Regions from separate parts of the Mus musculus genome. Here regions 1, 2, 4 and 5 are each linked to region 3. Evidence: chromatin contacts called from public promoter capture Hi-C data. All regions are on one chromosome and are shown on one strand. Each heading gives the region's core, a stretch centred on a gene start, on an enhancer-like site or on the middle of the called end of the contact. The rest is flanking DNA. Distances are from core to core; before and after follow the strand shown. Region 1 holds the start of Tbc1d23 (TBC1 domain family, member 23). Region 2 holds the start of Nit2 (nitrilase family, member 2). Region 3 holds the start of Crybg3 (beta-gamma crystallin domain containing 3). Region 4 holds the start of Tomm70a (translocase of outer mitochondrial membrane 70A). Region 5 holds the start of Tfg (Trk-fused gene).

What was found. Promoter capture Hi-C pulls out the DNA fragments that hold promoters and counts their contacts. Capture Hi-C pulls out chosen DNA fragments and counts their contacts.
Region 1: a contact with region 3 is called in a promoter capture Hi-C map of pre-B cells, with 4 times the contacts expected there. The contact joins the promoter of Tbc1d23 here to the promoter of Crybg3 in region 3.
Region 2: a promoter capture Hi-C map of adipose tissue shows a contact between it and region 3, with 5 times the contacts expected there. The contact joins the promoter of Nit2 here to the promoter of Crybg3 in region 3. A contact is called at or near these places in 2 of 39 promoter capture datasets (liver and pre-B cells) and 1 of 9 other capture datasets (adipose tissue).
Region 4: a contact with region 3 is called in a promoter capture Hi-C map of liver, with 6 times the contacts expected there. The contact joins the promoter of Tomm70a here to the promoter of Crybg3 in region 3. A contact is called at or near these places in 2 of 39 promoter capture datasets (embryonic stem cells and liver), 2 of 115 datasets of contacts at active chromatin or transcription factors (astrocytes and embryonic stem cells) and 1 of 9 other capture datasets (liver).
Region 5: a promoter capture Hi-C map of adipose tissue shows a contact between it and region 3, with 6 times the contacts expected there. The contact joins the promoter of Tfg here to the promoter of Crybg3 in region 3. A contact is called at or near these places in 3 of 39 promoter capture datasets (liver and pre-B cells) and 2 of 9 other capture datasets (adipose tissue and liver).

Annotation. Positions count from the first base shown.
Region 1 is chr16:57,230,048-57,232,747 of GRCm38.p6, reverse strand. It overlaps Tbc1d23 (TBC1 domain family, member 23), which reads left to right and starts at 1,282. Exons shown (of 19, transcript NM_001358433.1): 1 at 1,282-1,434. The coding sequence starts at 1,382.
Region 2 is chr16:57,166,018-57,168,717 of GRCm38.p6, reverse strand. Nit2 (nitrilase family, member 2) reads left to right here and starts at 1,386. Exons shown (of 10, transcript NM_023175.1): 1 at 1,386-1,437; 2 at 2,502-2,620. The coding sequence starts at 1,431. It overlaps Gm16892 (a long non-coding RNA gene), which reads right to left and starts at 1,349. Exons shown (of 2, transcript XR_003951893.1): 1 at 1,248-1,349.
Region 3 is chr16:59,599,769-59,602,468 of GRCm38.p6, reverse strand. It overlaps Crybg3 (beta-gamma crystallin domain containing 3), which reads left to right and starts at 1,422. Exons shown (of 22, transcript NM_174848.4): 1 at 1,422-1,724. The coding sequence starts at 1,576.
Region 4 is chr16:57,120,319-57,123,018 of GRCm38.p6, reverse strand. Tomm70a (translocase of outer mitochondrial membrane 70A) reads right to left here and starts at 1,305. Exons shown (of 12, transcript NM_138599.5): 1 at 825-1,305. The coding sequence starts at 1,157.
Region 5 is chr16:56,716,085-56,718,784 of GRCm38.p6, reverse strand. Tfg (Trk-fused gene) reads left to right here and starts at 1,335. Exons shown (of 8, transcript NM_019678.3): 1 at 1,335-1,600.

The sequences.
Region 1 (2,700 bases), core at 33-2,532, 2.4 Mb after region 3:
TAATTAAAGCTATTTCTGGTCATTCCTGCCCCATCTAAAACTTAATTGTTTTCAGTTTTTCTACACATTACCCCTGCATTTCTCAGTGTGCATGCATCTATTGCTAATATATTGATATCAAACATAAACGATGCCTTTTGTTTGTAATCTGTTTGGTTCATCTAACAATGGCATTTTCAGATTTATCCATAAATTTCATGTAGTTAACTGCATCGTTGTTCCTGGGCTTAAAAATATTTGTTCAGCTCCTCCCTGAATCTGTACTAGGCAAAGATAGCCCAGGGGCTAGTGTTTTGGTAATACTGGTACTGTGGATGAAACCTGGGTGCGGAACAAGGAGGCCCATTTAGAGGGACAAATGGGACTTTGGCTAGGAAGGGAAGGATCTCGGCAGCTTTCTTTTTTTTTTTTTTTTTTTTAAGATTTATTTATTTATTATATGTAAGTACACTGTAGCTGTCTTCAGACACTCCAGAAGAAGGAGTCAGATCTTGTTACGGATGGTTGTGAGCCACCATGTGGTTGCTGGGATTTGAACTCTGGACCTTCGGAAGAGCAGTCGGGTGCTCTAACCCACTGAGCCATCTCACCAGCCCCCCTCGGCAGCTTTCTTAAACTGATTTTTTAAACTGGAATTTCAGTTTCAGAACTACAGTTGATTCTCCTGGCTGTTAGAAGACATATTTAAGATAGAAGACTAGAGTATAATTTTCTTAACTGGATAGCTTGACAGAGTCCTTCGTGTATTTTTATTTTTCTTGTAGCTCTGGTGATTGAATCATTGAGGATGCTGGGCAAGTGCTGTATGGTTTACTAAGTCCCTGGCCTTTTTATTTTTTTGAATGGTCTTTACAAATGATGTGGTATGTCCTTTCCTTTTTTTCTATTCAGCCTACCTTCTCTGTGTGAATTCATACTTGCCCTCCTCTCTCCACTAGCTGGGATTCTCAATTCTGGCTCACACCGGACAGCCAGAGACCCAAACATTAAGACGCCAAGCCAGGATGCTTCACTTTCAGAGTCTCCTCTGAGCCACGCCTGCCCGCAGCGTGGCGCCCCGCCCCATCCCGGAGAACCCCTCCCACTCCCCAGGGTCGGCCCCGCCCACAAGCCTTGTGCCCCGCCCACTCCGTTCGCGGGCCCTTGGCATCCTGGGATTTGTGGTCTTCCATAATCTTCTCCCTCTCGCAAAGCTCCGGGCTCCGCCTTTCGCCCTAGAGACGTGGTGACGTTGCATCCTTCCAATTCCTCGCCTCCTCCCTCTTTCGCTCTGGTGAGTCTCAAGTCTCAGACTTCATAACTCCTTTTACGACACTGAATCTCTGAGACAGTCTCGGTGCCAGGTCCACTTTTCGGCAAAGTGACGTGGACGTCAACAGCAATGGCGGAAGGAGAAGAGCTTCTGCCACTGTCAACGTCGGGCGGGGACAGCTGGTGAGTGCGAGCCCAGGTTTAATTCCCACTGGCCCCTTCTCTTCCTGTTCGCCATCCTGCCTGTCCCCGAGGTGCTGGCTGGCGGGGCGTGGAGCAAAAGGCACCTGTCCTCCTCTGAGCCCCTGCCCCGCCCCCTCTGCTTCAGGGTCCCCTCTGCCCGCGGGCTTCTGCGGCTGGGGCAGAATCCCGGGGACTCAGGGGCCATCCTGGATCTGCGCCTAAGTCAGGTCCTCCCGCTTGGCCCAGCGAAGAGAGTGGCTTCCCCACTGAGTTCGCCGAGTCCCTAGCCAGGGAGTTGGAATGGGCGCACTAAGGAGGAAGTTCTTGGATGGAGATCTCAGACCATTTGAAATGAGATCTTTTGAAATAACCACCGCGACCTTTGACAGTGCAGAGGTCGTGAGATACACCCAGCAAGATTCCTTCTACGTAGTTCAGGGTTGTCTTTAAAAAAAAAAATTATTATTATTAATTTTGTTTATCTCCCAACAGTTTCTAACATTTGTTATTATTATTTTTTTTTCTTCCCCACCACTTTCCTCACAATTTAATTTCATGACTTGGAGGGCGTTTTGAATTTTGTTACTGTTTCTCCCGGGCATTTGCATGTGTCTCTGGGGCTGTGGGAAGATTTGGTTTTTAAAGGAACTCATGTAGCCCAAGGCTGGCCTCGAACTTTCTGAGTGGCTGAGGATGACTGTGGACTTCCAATGCTTTTGCTTTCTCCTCCCGAGTGCTGGCTTGTAAGCTCCATCCTGCCTGGTTTGTGTTGGGCTGGGGATTGAACCGAGGGCTTCCTGTGTGCTAGGACAAGCATTCTACCAACTGTGATACATCCCCAACCCTGCCAATACCTTTTTGGTAGGCATTATTTTTCCCACTGAGGGTCATTAATTTTTGGTGGACACTTCTACTTTTGAAGTTGTGTGTGTGTGTGTGTGCACGTGTATATCTTACAGTTGATCTAACTGTATTGACCAGGTGTAAGACTCATGGATTTTGCTGTTGTTTTTCACAGTGTTTATATATCACTGTCACGGTGTACCTACACACAATGCAAGCCTTTGGTAAATTTGTACTTTACTAATTGAGGACAATAGAAATAACAGAAAGGAATACACGATATAGCAGTTGAGTAGCTGGTCTTCTGGGGACTGACAGGTACACATGTAGCAAGCTAAAGTTAATTTTGTTCTCTGAGATTGTAAATAAGTGTTGTGGGAGTTCAGAAGAGGCAGAAACCATTTCAGCATGCATTACAAAAGC
Region 2 (2,700 bases), core at 137-2,636, 2.4 Mb after region 3:
GAGGATCAGTTGAGCTCAGGGAGTGAGGTTTCTGTGACCTTTCCCCCCTCTTTCTACTAGAGCTGTCAATAGATCTGTCACCTTAGACCTGGCTTTGTCTTCAGTAGTTGCCATGGCTACCAGGCCACTGCAGTTTCTAATGCAAGATGAAGATGGGGTAAATATGTTAACCCTGGAAGACATAAGGCCATACTGCAACCCATCCCCACACCTTCCTCCAGCGCATACATTCTTTGTTCACCCCGCTTCCCCAGTGTTCTCAGGTTCTTGGAAGAAACAATTCTGTGATCCCCTCAGGACGATGTAGGTGCTTAGATCCAAACCCAGGTCCTTTGCAAGAGCACCAAGTGCTCTTAACCACGGAGCCATCTCTCCAGCCCTGCTTTGTCCTTTTCAAACTGCTGTTTATGGTTCTCTCTCTCTCCCTCTCTCTGTCTCTCTGTTTGGCTCTCTCTGTCTCTCCCAAAGTTTGTGAAAAGCTCAGCCCCACTGAAGACAGCTGACTAAAATTTCTTTTGGGGATCTGATCTGCAGGCTTTCTTTCCTCTTGTCAAGCTCTCTAATCCCCTTGGCTCCGTGCTCTGCAAATGTGACAAGGTATAGACTTTAACTTGCAAGCACTGCAAAGCTTAGAAAGCAATGTCACTAGCTGGGTGTGTTGCTACAGGACTCAATCCCTGCACTCAGGAGTGGGAGCAGGAGGATTAGACGTCAAGGTGAGCCTTAGCTACATAGCAAGTTAAAGTGCAGCCTAGGCTACAAGAGACCCTGTCTGAAAACCGGAAAAGCTCAAAACAAAAATAAATATTTACATAAATGATAATGAATAAAAATTAAATAATAAATACAAAGGTCAAATCGTAGAATACTGCTTAGCACCAACTCTATCTCTTTCCCCAGCCCAGTTAGGAGCAAGGTTCTGAAGTCCTGCTAGCCTAAAACAACCAGGTGCACTTCCTCAAGCCAGTCAGCATGGAGCATCGTTACCCTGGCCACTGCCATGATCTAACCTGAAATTTATGTCCTTTGTGCCACAAGTAGGACCTTTCTACCCCAGACCATTTATGGCACACTACCATAACGTAGGCTTCTCTTTTTTGACTTTGCTTTTGAAGGCCCTATATAAAGAATTTGTAATTATCACTTCTTGGTGTATGCAACCGCAAAGGGTGAGCCATTTTTAGTACGGTGCCCAGGCAAGAATGTAGACTGGTACTGAATGTGCACAAAGTCGGAGGCTTACTCACCTACATTACAGCACAGCACAAAACAAAACAGTAAAATCCTCAAAGCTCATCGAGGCTCCGCCCCTCGACCCAGCCCTTGACCACGCCCCTTCTGCGCGCGCGGCTCGGCCCCGCCTTCTGCACGCTGCGGAGGAGATTGACTGGCAGGAGTCCCTGTGGCCTGCGGTGCACCGTGGAAGAGCCATGTCTAGTAAGTGGCTCGTGGTCTGGTTGTCCAGCTCCCAGCGGGAGCGGGGTCCTCCGTGCGGCGGTGCAGATGAGCCGGCTGGGTCCTTGCGTCCCCCGGTCAGCCATGCCGGTGGCTCTTGTCACCGGTGTCCGCGGCGCGGCGAAGCCCAGGGGCGGCTGGCCGTGCGAGCACAGGCCTCCGCGCGGGGCGTCCTGTGCTGTCGGAGCTGGTCAGCTTGCGGGTTGGGTGGTGGTGTCCAACTCGTGGCTCTGACTTCCTCGCCTCACAAAGCGGTGGATAATCACACCTCACTCCGCAGTTCCTCGTCTGTAAAAGTTTATAGTTGCACTGTCCTGGCATATTCATGTAAATGTTGTTCCCGTAATAGGCCCGTCACTCGAGGTGTTTTCGTGCCCTCCGCCCCGACTTGTTCATCTTCAAAATCATTAATCGCTTTCCGGAGAAGGGGAAGCAACAAGTCTTGCACACGGAGGACCCCAGTGGAGGGGTTTTCCTGCGTAAGCCTGCAGAGGGCGCTTTTGCACCGGCCCCTAACCTGGGTCGGGACCTTGTCCATATTGGGTGGCTTTTGGAAGAAGCTAGAAACAAAACTATAGTTTTATTATCCTTTCCTGCCTCAGGAGCAGAGGCAGTCTAACTTCCTAGGGTTAGGGGAGATATTAGTGAGTTTCTGTGATACTCTGGTGACAGCTCAAGGTCTGTTAACCTGAAAATAATGCCAGGTTTTGGTTTCATTTGTTTTTATACAGATTCTGGCACTGTTCAATTAAGAGGTGTTAGGGGCTAAATGCCTTTTTTTTTTTTTTCTCTCTCATCATATTTAGGATAAGCCAAGGAATGAGCGATCATAGTTTTTATACTTTTAAGGAGAGCTTCGGCCTTCTTCAGAAGCCAGGTTTTGTCAGTGTTGTCGATATACCCCTTTAGATTGCCAGTAGTTGGGTCAATCAAAAACCATGTTCAAATACTGCCTGATATCCTGTTTGAGAATCCTGGCCCTGGGTGAACTTAGTGGGCAGATCTGATGACTTTTTTTTTTTTTTTTTTTTTTCTTTTTTCCCCAGCTTTCCGCCTGGCCCTCATACAGCTTCAAGTTTCTTCCATTAAATCAGATAACCTTACCCGGGCTTGTAGCCTAGTGCGGGAGGCAGCAAAGCAAGGTGCCAACATAGTTTCTCTGCCTGTAAGTATCAGGGCAGCCTGCCCATTCTTCAGGAGCTGTGGATCCACCACAGTACTGCGTGCTGGCAGTGGTCCTCTTAT
Region 3 (2,700 bases), core at 173-2,672:
TCCTAGAATCTAGGATTCAAGAACCTGCTATTGTATGTCAAGACTCTAGGGTACAGGAAATCTAAAAATCTAAGTATTGGAAAAGCAAACATTCAATACCAAGAACTTTCCATGCCGTGAGCCTAATACTTCTGCATATACCTAGGAGACCAGTTGTAAAGAAACATTAATACGTGGACTACTATAACATTTTCCTATCAGCTAATTGAGAGAAATAGTATTATTGAAAATCAGAATTTGCCTCATAATCTTATTGACGCCCAGACACTTTTATCCCCAGACAGACTCCTTGCCTGGACCCTCTGTGCCAACACTGAGGTGTAGGACCACTTTTTGTCACAGGGCAACAGGGGGAGGCAACTGCTAGTCAGCTAACATTGCGTTGGGGAGGCACATTATTCTCCAGGCCCTGTAGCTGCATGGAAGAATTTGCTTGTCCATCTGTATCTGATCCTAATTTTTTTCTTACTCTCATACTCCTAGTTTCAGATCCAGTTGACAGATTAAAATGCCTCAAAGGGGTAGCTGTGGGTCCGCGGGAAGGCTCCTTAACCGGCACTATGATTCCTTGGGGCCGACAGGTAGACGTTCAACCTCCTCACTTCTCCAGCCAGCCACAGACAGCTATCACCCTATTTTCATGTGATTTGCCCACATAACATTTTTAGTTACTAAATGTCCCACTGTTATCTTGAACTTCATACCTCTGGAGTTTGACTTCAGACAAACTATAACAATACACCTGGGGCGAATATGGCTCTGTGTGCTTTCTCTGTTAGCAGCTCCGCTGTATAAAGTCATTTTTATCATAACCAGATATTCGTTTTAAACTAATGTTAAGGGCCTTTGGCGTTCCAGAATACAGGAGTATCTGCGCAACAACCAAATATTTGTTTCAGCATTTTTCTAGTTTGAGTCATACCTGAATCAGATTTGGTTTTGTGATCAGGGACGGTTTTTTTGAAAAAGGATTCTGGGAGTGGCCCACAGGTGAAGGGTGAGCGCTAAAACACACCTGGGTTGGTGGCTCCTCATCTGAGCCAGCTGAAGCAGAAACAAGGTGCTGACAGCAGGACAGATGGGACCTACCCTTGCAGGCTGAAACTGTCTTTAGAAAGGCTGTGCTCAGGTTCCAGGCTGCAGGGCACGCGGGTGCTGCTTCTTGCCAGGTGTTTCCCCAGACTTTAATTGATTACCCTGTTTTAAAACAGCCCTAACTCGGGAAAGGGAAGCAAAGCATTTACAGTTGACTGTTGGCCAAGCCAAGTGGGCTGCGGGCTGGGCTGGTTTGGGCGGGAAGCCGGAGCCTAGCATCCCCAGGCTGCTCCTCCCGGATCTGCACGCTGTGGCCGACAGGGCGGTCGCGGCCACTGGCTCCTCCCGGGGGCGGGCAGCTCCGGGCGCGGGCGGGAGGAGGAGCCGCACGGGGAGCGCTCGTGCCGGCCGGGCTGGAGGAGCCGCGCCGGCGGCCCGGGCCGACTCTCGCTGCGCTCAGCGAGCCAGGGCTGCGGCCACCCTCGCTCCGGCCAGCGGCTCGTCGGGGCCCGCGGACGGCGCGGCCGAGCCGGTGGGGAGATGTCCGGCGGCCGCAGGAGGGGCAGCGCCCCCTGGCACAGCTTCTCTCGGTTCTTCGCTCCGCGGAACCCTTCTCGGGACAAGGAAGAGGAAGAGGAGGAGAAGCCGGGGACCGGCCAGCCGGCGGGAGTGAGCCGGAGTGCAGCCAGGTGGGAGCCGCGGGGGCGCCGTGCGCGCCTTCCTCCGCCGCTCGGGTTTCCTCCGGTCCCGCCCTGGGTGGCTTAGATCTGGGGAAGTTCTTGCTCCCGGCCGGTGGCTTTTCCCGCCGCCATCGGGGGCTCCCGGCTCTGTCCCCTCCACTCCGGGAGGCTCTGAAGCTGCCGAGGGAATCTCGCGCCCCTCCGCGTCGTGCTTTGCCATCTTAAGGTTTTCTCGAAGTGATTCCTAAAAGAGTTGCAATCAGAGCTTTCTGAGACGACATCCAGAATCTGAAGTCTTCGCCAGATTTGTTTACAGTTTAAATGTTGCCGCCCTTCCTCCTTTCTCTCTGTCTCTCTCACTGGGGACATCTGACGGAAGCGCTCCGATTTGGGGAACCAGGGCCGGAGCTGAGAGCTGGCTCAGTTTAATGATTAGTATGTGCACTCTTGCACTCTTTCCATAATCATTTTTCCTCTACTCCTGCTGCTTTAAAGATTGACATTTTAAAAATTCGTCTCATTAAAATGCCCGTTTTTAAATTTCCTTATCAACCCTAAAGGAGAGGTGGTTTCGCTTCTTTCTCCTTTTTTTTTTTTTTTTTTTTTGAGAAGTGAAGCCAACTTCACTTGCACCAGAAGAACCTGTAACCCATGTCCTTGGAAGGTTGCCCTCTAGAGAGCTATATTTACCTCAGACTAAAGACTTGCTGATGGACTTCAAAGAAAAATGGATCGGAAACAACTGACGCTTCTAGTTCCATTACTATTTAGGGTTTGTGATTTGTTGTTAGCCCTTCGTTCTCCTTGCTTTTCCTAATTGTGAATCATTTCCAGTGTAATCACCTGTTAGCATAATACGTCTTTCCAAGAAATGACCAATTATAATTGACTGGTTATTCTACTAGGAAGTTTCAGATACTTTTGGCCTGGTTGTTGATGCTTTTAACATTCGAAGTTTCCCCGTCCTTAATGGTAGTTCTGAAAT
Region 4 (2,700 bases), core at 56-2,555, 2.5 Mb after region 3:
TTACTCTGGTAATACCACCACAGAATTCCTGACCCAGTAAAGTCCCTTATCTCACTCAATCTCAGTCCATGCCAATTCTCCACACAGCCGTCAAACTTGTCAAAAAGATTTAATAGTCTGACCACCAGATCCGATAGAGCAGTTTATCACTCCAATGCTTGTTATAACACCAGAGACTCTTTATCAGGCTTGGACACATGTATATATATGTCCAGGTGAAATAGAACATTTTAAGATGTGCAGCGGGGGTGGGGGTGGGAGGCACAGTTCCTTAAAAACTGAACTATTTCCTATATACAAAGCTACCTAATGATTTTTTTGAACTTTGTAATAGTTGCTAATCTCCCTCCCCAAACACACACACACACACACACACACACACACACACACACACAATCAGAGCGAGAGAGAAACTCCGAAAGAAAAATGGCTTGTTTTTAAAAGGTTCTTAGCAAAGTTCTGGTCTTGGGAAACACAATAACAACTCACGGTACAACTCCAATCGTTCCGTGAAATTTGCCTTTCTTCGCTTAATGGAATTACTATATTTGTGCATGTTTCCCATACCTACATACTAGGGATAAATGCTGTGTCACTTAGAAGAAAGGCAAAGTATTCTGTTGGATCCCAAAGGAAATTGTCAAAGAACGTCTCTACGCTAGCCAGCCTGGAGCTGCTATTCCATTCCCTATAAAGGCAACCAGAAACGACTCTAAAGTCACTCGGCAGTTTCCGACCGGTGGGAGGGCCCCTCACCCGCACAACGGGTCAAGGAAAAGCTGCATCCGCTCGTTTTCACCTCTACGGCCCGGGCGGCTTCTCACCATTTCCAGGGAGTCCCCAGAACCGTCGTGGTGGCCACTGCCCAGGGCCGGACTGGCCCTGCCCTCGGGGGTCTTCCGTTCACTGTTGCGCTTCAGGCCGCTGGCGTCGCCCCGGCCTCCCGCTTCCCGGCGCCTCCGCCTTCGGCTCCACAGGTACATAGCCCCAGCACCCAGCAACAGGGGCGCCCCGATGGCCAGCGCCACGTGCCATCGCGGCAGGGTCCCCGCGCCCGAGCCGGGGCCCGCAGTCCCACCGCCACCGCCCACTCCATTTCCAGAACCGGGCGCAGCAGCCGCCGCCATCGCCGCCTCTATGGGCTTAGAGGCGGCCATGACGACTGTCCTCCGCCGCCGCCGCGCCGGTCGCGGGCGCCACGGTCACCGGGCAGCGTGGGGAGGAAGCCGGGAGCGTGGAGGGAAAGCAACGCGCGAGCGAGCACGCTAAGCAGCAGGAGCGGACGACAGAAAAGGGCCAGAGGTCACCGGAAGCCCGGGGCATGCCGGGCTAGACCGGCGGCTGGGCCCGCCCCTATCTACTGTACAGGGGAGAACCACTTCCGGGGTCAGAAGGCCTGGCGCTCTGGGTGGCTTTTCCCTTTCCTCTTGCAGGCGGTTGCCTAGAATCGCTCGGGAGGTCTCAGGCCTTGCGTGACTGCAGACCTCTTCTCCAGGACAGAAGGACCCGTGGCACTGTCGCCAGTGCGGCGAGGAGGGGCGTGGGGGGCCGTGTGCAGCAAGTGTAGAGGGACAGCTCCCTGTAGCTCTGTGAGTGGGCGGGACTTGCAGAAGCACTGTGAAGGGAATTGGCCAGCAGGGATGGTGGGCCTCCCAGTTGATTGGTAGGATCGGGGAGGGGGGTGTGGCTACGTTGGTGCCTGTTAAAGACTGAAACTGTGGGAGGGGGGAAAAAGGGTGAGACCATCGTGCTGTGTAAACCAGCTTTGTATATTTCTGCAATAGCCAGATTGTAGTTTGGACAAATTTGTAGTTCCTGGGACAATGACAGAGGGCAAAGACTAGATGGAAACTGGGGAAGGTAGGTTGACTCATGGAAGTGACTTGCAGCCTGTGTGCTGCACCTTTAATAGTTACAAAGGGCAAGGATGTCTGTTAGAAGGCTTTCCTATTGGCTTTCCTCGAGGACCCCGGATCACCGCAGGCATCTTTACGTGTGTATCTTAAAATGGATTCCACCTGACATCTAGCCCATACAACCTTCCCTGGAGCACAAGTGTCTGTCACAACACTTTGAGTTTGCTCACTTATTTGAAATAACTTAAATTTTTAAAAAAAATTTATTTCATTTATATGACTACACTGTAGCTGTTTTTCAAGCACATCAGAAGAGGGCATCGGATCCCATTACAGATGGTTGTGAGCCAACCATGTGGTTGCTGGGAATTGAACTCAGGACCTCTGGAAGAACAGTCAGTGCTCTTAACTGCTGAGCCATCTCGTCAGCCCTGAAGTACTTTTCTTAAGCCTTCATGAACTCTGGATCTGGTCTCAAAGCATGAAGTCTACTTTGCAAGGTGTTTGGAATTCACACAATTTTCAAGAAAAAAAGGCAAAGCATGGATAATTAAATGTTCCAGGCTATGGCTCTTCATTTCAGGTTTGAACATCCTTTTGTCAAACAAACAAACAAACAAACAAACAAACAAACCAAAAAAACAAAAACCAAACACCCATAGATGGTCATTTGGCTTTTAAGTACCACAGGATGCTCACCATAATAGCATTACATGAAGATGCAAAGGCCAAGTTGTGTCAACGTGGAGTGATTAAAATAGAATGTTCCAGTTTGAAACTTCAGGGCCTTTTCTCTTGCGTCATGTTGGTTCTCACCAGTGAAATGTTTGCACTAGCAACAAAC
Region 5 (2,700 bases), core at 86-2,585, 2.9 Mb after region 3:
ACAAGCAACAGTACTAAAGTCCTTTCTGAGCACTGCTACAAAATCTACAACCTCTTCTTTCCAGATTATTCTGGTAATGAGATCTCTGTGTTTCTAGATGTAGATTTTTTTAATAAAAAGTATGCTCAAATTACATCTATAGGCATTGTATGGTTTTTGCACAGATACTATAGGGAACTGTATCCATGTCTAGGACATACGGTATTATAGAAAAGAACATAAAGGAACATAGCAAAAGAACAAATTATAAAGAAAGAAGTCTGTATGAGACCAGAGCACACATCTAAGCTTTCTTCCTGGACACACTTAATTTCTTCCAGCAACAAGTCCCTAAACCATGTGAATAGTCTGCCAGAAGTTACTTGTAAGACTTAGATTGTAGTGTTAGATTATACCACTCCACTTTGCTTTATTTATTTATTTTTCTTCTTCTTCTTGTTAAAGGAGATTACGGGACCCACTGGTTGCTGTGTACTAAGATTCCTGGCACCCAGATTGCAAGCAGATTGAAATGTGTTCAGCGTAAAATACATTTATTCAAACACTTTAGACACAAGGGATGGCTCTTAATAAAGAACAGTGGAAGCATTGTTGAATTCTAGTTGCTCAGACACTAGTCAGGGACCAATGTGTAAGCAGTCTTTTCAAGGGTGAGTCCAAGCCGTGTTTGCTCCTTTGTGACTGAGTCACCTCACTCAGGATGATAATTCTCAAGTTCCATCCATTTAAACACATCCAAAGCAAAAAGAAAACTGAATTTAGGCGAGTGTAGGGTATGGTCAAATCTCTATCCTATAAAAGCCTTCTTGAAGCCTCGGTTTTTACTATCCAAGTTTGTCTTTTGCACCGGTGGGTGTGCCCTCTAAACTCGGATCTTCCTAAATGTTTGGGTAGAGCTTAGCTGGGGAACTGACTCATCCTAGCACTCTTTCGGCAAAGCGTAGGCACTCAATCCTGAATGAATGAATGAATGAACGTGTAGAAAGAAGGCGGAAAAGGGGTTCGTTTTTTCCGAGATGTGACAGACTAGCGCGTAGTCACGACAGCCACAAAGCAACAAGACCCAAACCTTTCTGGACAGATGCCCCACTTCCCCCAGGCTCTCGTAGCAAACCCAGCCCTGCAGACTACGCCCCGCCCACCCAGCAGCCAGACTTAGGAAAGACTGGCTGCCCGGAAAACCGGAAGTGCTGGTAATTCCCTGCGCATGCGTGTCCGCCTCGGCTCGCACTTCCTACACTCGGTCATCCAGTGAGGAAGCCGGGCCGCTCACCCGACGCAGCGGGGTCTTCGCCCGCCCCGCCCCTCACCCACTGCGCATGCGTCCTGACTGGCTTGTGCGCCTGGAGGCGGGGCGCCAGGGCAGTTTTTTTTTTTCTCCCCTTCGCTCCCGCCCCTGCGCTTCCCACCTGCCACGTACGGGACCGTGGCTGTCGCTAGGCTCGTCGGGTGCGTGCGATTGGCCAGCTCTGCGCAGCCTGCAGCTCGGCGAGGCTCGGCGGACGGCGGCGGAGCGGACGGGGTTTGGAAGCCTCCTCTGCGACACCGAGTGAGCCCGCAGCGGCCGGGTCAGCTGAGGTGGACGGCCTCGGCAAGCGGGGTATGTCCGCCGGAGTGAGGCGCGCGTGGCGACTCAAGGAGGAGGTCGGGGGAACCGGGAGGGCCGCAGGGCTTCTGGAACCTCCCAGCGCCGGGTGGGAGGGTGGGGCTGGGGACCGTGGGAAGGGGCTGGGAGGGAGGGCGCAGGGCCCGGGTGAGGCGGACGAGCGGCCCGGCATGGGGGAGGGGCGGCTGGGAGGGAGGGAGGGAGGGGGAGGAGAGGGCGCCCGGCCCGGCCTGACCTGGAGGGCGTTTGGCCCCGCTGATACCCCAAGTCCTGTTCCCTCCGGCCCCAGAGAGTAGAGGGGAGCCTGGGGGTACCTCTTACGGAGGTCGAGAACCAGGGATCGAAGAAGCCTGGGGCGTTTGCTCGGTGCTTCACCCTCTAGAGCAACTTGGAAGGTGGAGGGTGAATCATGGAAGACATAGAAAGGGGGCTTGAGAAAGCCCAAAGCGTTTGTGCCTGATCCCCGGGAGTGGCTTGGACGTTGGAGCGTAGACCTGGAGTTAATCGGTAGATTGAGGACACAGAAAGGAGCCCCATTCGGTCGTACACTCCCGTGCTTAGTGTCCTCTTGGGGCCCTACCCAGTTTTACTGATTACAGTTGCCAACTTTTGTTAAGTTGCCGTCTCTGGGCACGGTAGGGAGAATTGTAGATAGGTAATCTCAAAGATTCTACCAAAGTAGCTTGTTAGGCTCCCTTCGCATGTGCAGAAAGTACGCCGCAGAGAAGAACTTGAGCTCACATAGCTACCAGTGAAAATGGTTACATTCTTGCCATATACACTGCGTGTCATACAGATTTTGAGACCCACTTACAGTTTTAGAATAATCAAGGTTCTTTAAAGAAAGAAAAGAAAAGAGAGAAAGAAAAAATAGAGAAGAAAAAGGAGCCAGTTGGTGGTGGTGCACTCAGGAGTCAGAGGCAGGTGGATTTCTGAGTTCGGGGCCAGCCTGGTCTACAGAACAGCCAAGGCTACCCAGAGAAATCCTGTCTTGGGGAGGCGGGGACAAGAAAAGAAAGAAGGGAAAAAGAAACTTGTTTAGAGGGTGGGCGTTTTAGAAGCTTCTGAAAGAGGGCCTCTTCTCAGGTTAAGCA